Linked DNA regions of Zea mays: region 1 is linked to region 2. Evidence: chromatin contacts called from public Hi-C data. All regions are on one chromosome and are shown on one strand. The core of a region is the stretch at or near the end of the contact, and the rest is flanking DNA. Distances in the headings are between cores, read along the strand shown. Region 1 holds the start of LOC103649516 (GPI mannosyltransferase 2). Region 2 holds the start of LOC100193471.

Region 1 (2,700 bases), core at 159-2,658, 160 kb after region 2:
GTCACATTTTTTTTGGTTACGAATCCTGTTTCTAAGATCTTTTTGGCGCCCCTCTTCGCTAACATCTCTGCGCTTTTCTCTTGTCGACTGTCCTGGCCGTTAGTCGGATATTGAGAGAGAGCACGAGGCAGTCGATGAGCATGCCTTCTGACTTGTCGGAGGACTCCGTCCGATACAAGCGCGTTTGGATGCGCCGACCGTGTTTGTCGAGGTGTCCTCTATGTCCTTGGCAGACTTGGAGGCGCTTGAGCTGGTCTCGAGAGCACCTAGGGTACCTCAGGGCACAGTCTCCTGAAGCTCGACCCCTTCTCTTGTCGTGTCCATTGTTAAGGCGAGCCCGCAGTTGGCCTGCTCGCATGTGTAGTTGGCCTTCAAGAAAGAGGACACTGTGATGATCTCATAGGGACCAGACATCTTTAGTTTTAAGTACGTGTAGTTGAGGACGACCATAAATTTGATGTAGCACGATCTCCCAAAAATAGTGTTGTAGGACCTCGAAAAGTCAATCACGTCGAATTGCAGTCGACGCGGATGTTGTGAGCATCATCGAACATGACGGAGAAAGAGATTCGCCTGAGCGAGTAGGCCTGATGGTCGAGAATGATGTCGTGGAACAACGCTTAGCTAAGATGTAGCACACGTGCAATCTTCAAGCCATCAAGGGACTCAACATACATGATGTTTATACTTGTACATGTGGGCTGGTCTTATCCGGCACAGCACAAGCCCACAAAGGCACGACCCATAAAGGCACGGCCCACAAAATCACATTTCCAGTTATAGGTCGTGTCGTGCCAGCACATGGGCTCAGTTATCGATCTACGACACGACCCACAATTAGTTATGTGTGTCAGGCCGGTCCATATAGCCCAGAATGCTCTAATGTGCCAGACCAGCCCATATACATACAACAGTAATACATAAACAAAAAGTATAAAATATACATATAACCAAAATAAAACTAAGATGTTTTGTGGTTGCACATTAAAAGCCTTTGGCTAGAAAGAAAAAAATAGTACAACTAGCTCCGAAATAATATCCAGTTATCTGTTCAGTATTTAGTTGAGTACTATACATCCATACAAAATACATATACAATGATCATTATCACTATTCACTATCCCCATCTAGTTACTGGTTCTCGAAGCCTATTGAAGCTCTATATTCTCTAAGTTAATACTGAGTTTATGTTTAGTGTGTCTCGATGTGCCTTAGTTAAATGGGTCATACCAGTCCGGCCCGTAAGCTTGACTTGAGCCCTAGACATAGTCCATATATTGGACTATATCAGGCTACATCTATAATTAGATTGGACCATGCCAAAAATTTAGATTGGACCATGCCAAAAATTATGTGATTTAGGTCGTCCTATTAGTCGCATCATAAATGTACACTAGCAATGATGTTGAGTCCATGAGTATCCGGGACAGGTGCCAATAGCTGAAATCTCTCCACGGATCGATTCTCCTCCCTGCCGCGCATGCGCGTCAATGGCGCCGCCAGTCGCCGGCGTCGTGCGTCTTGCCGCGGCCTCCCGCGTATTAGTTCTGTCCCTCTACCTGCTCGCCCGCCTCCTCTTGCGCCCCTACGACACCTCCGCTACTCTCCACCCACCCTGCCTCTCCTCTTTCTCCTCTTCCCCGGATCCCAACACGCCCGTCTCCGCCGCTATCTCGTCGCTGGCCGTGTGGGACGGTGTCCACTTCGCCCGCCCCGCTGAGTGCGGCTACGAGTACGAGCAGTCCTTCGCCTTCCTCCCACTCCTCCCCGCCTCCCTCGTGCTCCTCGCACGATCGTGTAAGCCCGCTCGTCACACTTCCCTGATGTCAATTTGTGCGCTTTATCTGATCTGGTTGTGGTGATTAATCCTTTTCCCGTGCAGTGTTCGCGCCGCTAGTACCGATACTAGGGTACAGGGCCGTGCTCGTGCTCTCCGGCTATGTCCTCAACAACGTCGCATTCGTTGCTGCTGCGGCCTACTTCTACAGGTGTTCGCCGTCTGATGAGCTTTACTGTTTTCGTCTTCACACAGATTTGGGCTGATTCTATGCGTTAGATGGGCTCTAAAACCACAGTTATGCATCTATTTGGAAGTCATTTGTAGCCATTTATTGATTCTTCAAACATTTCAAGACTGGACAATGCTTGAGAGCAGTGCACACTGGAATGCAGTAGCTGTTTTCCCTGCACTTTATTGGCGATGCCACGCCAGAGTTTTTGCACAGTTCAATAGCTGGTGTTCTTTGGTGGATAATATTAGGTGAGGTGCTTGTGGACTGATCTGGCCCCTTCTGTGGTGATGTTAGGATGTGTCCTCTGACTCACTAACAGAAAGCGAGAAAAAGGAGGAGTCCTCCCCTGCTGCGTGCGGATGATATGCACCCTGATCGGAGGCACAATCTGTTCTAATCGGTTGTGGCCCGTAGGGCACTATATAAACAGTAGCTAGGCCGGCATGAACGCCAATGCTTCCGTGCCCGGAAACCCTAGCCACCACATTTGTTTAGGTGTCTATCACCTTTTCCTACCCAATGACAATGGCGATTCCGGTCACTGGGTAGGACAAGGTGATTGGCACCTAAACAAATGTGGCGGCTAGGGTTTCCGAGCGTGGAAGCGTTGGCGTCCCTGCCAGCCTAGCTACTGTTTATATAGCCTCGTACCCGTGACCGGGGCCACAACCGATCAGAACGGATTGCA
Region 2 (2,700 bases), core at 135-2,634:
ACCATCAATAAGCTGCTGAAAGTATCTGCGGGCATCTGCTTCACTGAGTCTCCCATGACGAATCTGAAATTTGTATGTTTCAGTGTCATTAGTTTTCTTTTCATGTAAAGGTATTGTTTGAACCAAACCTTAGTAAGATAAAGTATAATAGACTATGTGTGTCTTCAAATTAAATTCCTTGGACTGGTACATACATGTAGGAGTAACAGTAACAAGTTCAAATGAAATTAGAATCAAAACCACAAATACCATCCACAATTGATGGACATAAGGAACCTATAGTGACATGCTCTTTTTTTCACATATAAATTAAATATATAGGCTCTGAGGGAGTGAGAGAAATGTGTGTCTCTTCCACGTCCAACGAATTTCCCCTCTTACAATAAAAGCAAAGGTGGCAATTGAACATCCAAGATGGAATGTGACAGGCATATAATCTAAATAACAAATGCATGGAACTAATATTTATTTTCCTAGATTATATCGAGAAGTTAAGAATGAAAAAAGAACAGTTAATAGTTAACCAAAGCAGTCTACAATTTTATCGAATAGCTCGCCGCCAGTGATGAACTCCAGAATTATAAATATCTTCTTCCGGCTTGCCAAAACCTGCACATAACACAATGGATGACACGATACTTTTTATTAAAAAAAAGACAAGTGATAAGAAGGATGTTAAAAAATGGTTATAAGAAAGAGATAGATAAGCGTGCCTCGTGTAGCCTAACGACATTGGGATGCCTGACAAGCTTCATTATGGATATTTCTCTCTTAATCTGCAAATAAGAATTGTGTCACCCTAAGGCATCTACCAGTACAGCTAGCTTGTGCAGCTGTACATCTCAAAGTACTACAGCTATCAATGTTTAGAAGAAGATGCGAAAGAAGCAGAAGCAGGCATGGTACAACAGTTCGCGAAGCATCGATGACACCTTTTGAAAGCGAGGAGAAATTCGTCCACAGAAATGGCATAGCAAGGATTAAAATCCCAACATGAAGGTAGAGCAATCCATCCCAATCCATCAACATTATTTGGGGGTGAAGCAGGAGCAGCTCTCGATCCTGCTACATCCCAAGTACCAACCCAACGGGCGAAGAAAAACGAGGCCAGTTTGGTCACCTGTTCGGCCATCTTGTTCTTGAGGATGGAGGAGCGGTCGAGCACCTTCATGGCGACGCTCTCCCCGGTCTCGGTGTTCTGCGCGAACTTGACCTTGGCGAAGGTGCCTTCCCCGATGGTGCGTCCCACCTCGTACTTGCCCACCCGCCGCAGCGGCCCGCCGCCGCCACCGCCCACCATCTCCGCCGCGCCTCCTCCCTCTATGGATGGCGAAAGAGTCGCTAGACCTGTAGAGTAGCCGCTGCGAGGGGCAGGGGAGCTGCTCAGATGGCCGACACCCTCGTTGATGGGAAGCCTGGCTCCTTTTTTGAAGGTGAATGGGGGGCGGCCGGGCGCAATTTCTGTGGGCAGGCAGGCAGCCAGCCAGCAGGTGAAGTTTTCTACTGGGAGTTGAGAACCTGGGATAACTAGTTGAAGAAGTGGACCGCAGGACAGCAAGAGGAGAGGTGTGTTTCGTTCGTGGAGTAGGTGTGTAGGTGCCTTGCAGCCTTGGTACGGCCCGCTCCTTTTTTGACGTGGGGCCATGGGGAGGGAAGGAATTGACTTTTTTTTATAGGTACTCCTCGCTTATTGTTTACCTGTGACTAATAATTAACTTGTAAAAATTAGCAGGATATGTTTAGAGACTTAGTAATAAATATATTTTTACAATATATTAGCATCTATTAGTAAAGTTAAATGGCGAATGAGCAAACAGTTTAGTAGCTCTCTTACTAACAATTAGCAAATTTATTAGCCGGTCTGTTTAGAGCTTAAGTGATAAAATTAGTTAACAAACTGTTTCCTGATCCAAACAGGCCCTGATTTAATTTAATTTGTGGTTGCCGAAAGCTTTTGTGTGCGGCCTAAAATGGAGTCGAATGAGATGCCATGCCATATTCAGTGTGTTTTGTTTTAAAGGAAGTTTTATTAATCTTAAAAGAACTTCCACAGCTTATTTATAATCCTAGCTATTTAGGATATGTTTGGTCGATTGGTTCAGTCTGGGTCTGGTTCGGTGGGAGGGCCCATATGAGCAAGAGCCAACCCAAAATGTTTGGTTGCCTATTTAAAATGAATCTCAGTCATATGACGCATTGTTTGGTTGTCATTTTTTAAGCTTGACCCAATTGGATTGCCACCGGATTTTTTAAATACTGGTGTTTTAGACATAATTGCAAAACTGATAAGACATTTATAAAATTGGATCATAGCATAGGACCAACTTTCTCAGCATATAAAAAATAATTAAGTTTCAAAGCTGAACGTAAAACAACATCATTGCAAATCAGAATTTCTCTCAACATATAAAAATAATTAAATTCCAAGACATCATACAAAAAATATTAATGAAGGGTACAATTTTTCTCAAATTATAAGGCTGATAACAAAAACATCACTGCAGAGTACAATTTTTCTCAGATTGTAAGGATAGTAACAAAAACAATCATGACAGAGTACACTTTTTCTCATAATAAAACCACAAAGAAATTACACACGATTAGACCTAGGGGTGGGCGTTCGGGTTACCAGAAAATTTTGGATCGGTAATTCGGGTATTTAAAATTTCGGGTTTTAAGAACCGATACCCGAAATTACAA

Evidence for each region. Hi-C and Micro-C count contacts between places; a contact is called where the count stands out from the background.
Region 1: a Hi-C map of ear shows a contact between it and region 2, with 4 times the contacts expected there. The contact joins the promoter of LOC103649516 here to the promoter of LOC100193471 in region 2. A contact is called at or near these places in 7 of 25 Hi-C or Micro-C datasets (ear, leaf, leaf mesophyll and 1 more).

What each region holds. Positions count from the first base shown.
Region 1 is chr3:590,926-593,625 of Zm-B73-REFERENCE-NAM-5.0, forward strand. LOC103649516 (GPI mannosyltransferase 2) reads left to right here and starts at 1,409. Exons shown (of 8, transcript XM_008675238.3): 1 at 1,409-1,797; 2 at 1,883-1,988. The coding sequence starts at 1,491.
Region 2 is chr3:430,743-433,442 of Zm-B73-REFERENCE-NAM-5.0, forward strand. LOC100193471 reads right to left here and starts at 1,385. Exons shown (of 13, transcript NM_001317191.1): 1 at 1,121-1,385; 2 at 714-776; 3 at 538-609; 4 at 1-63. The coding sequence starts at 1,300.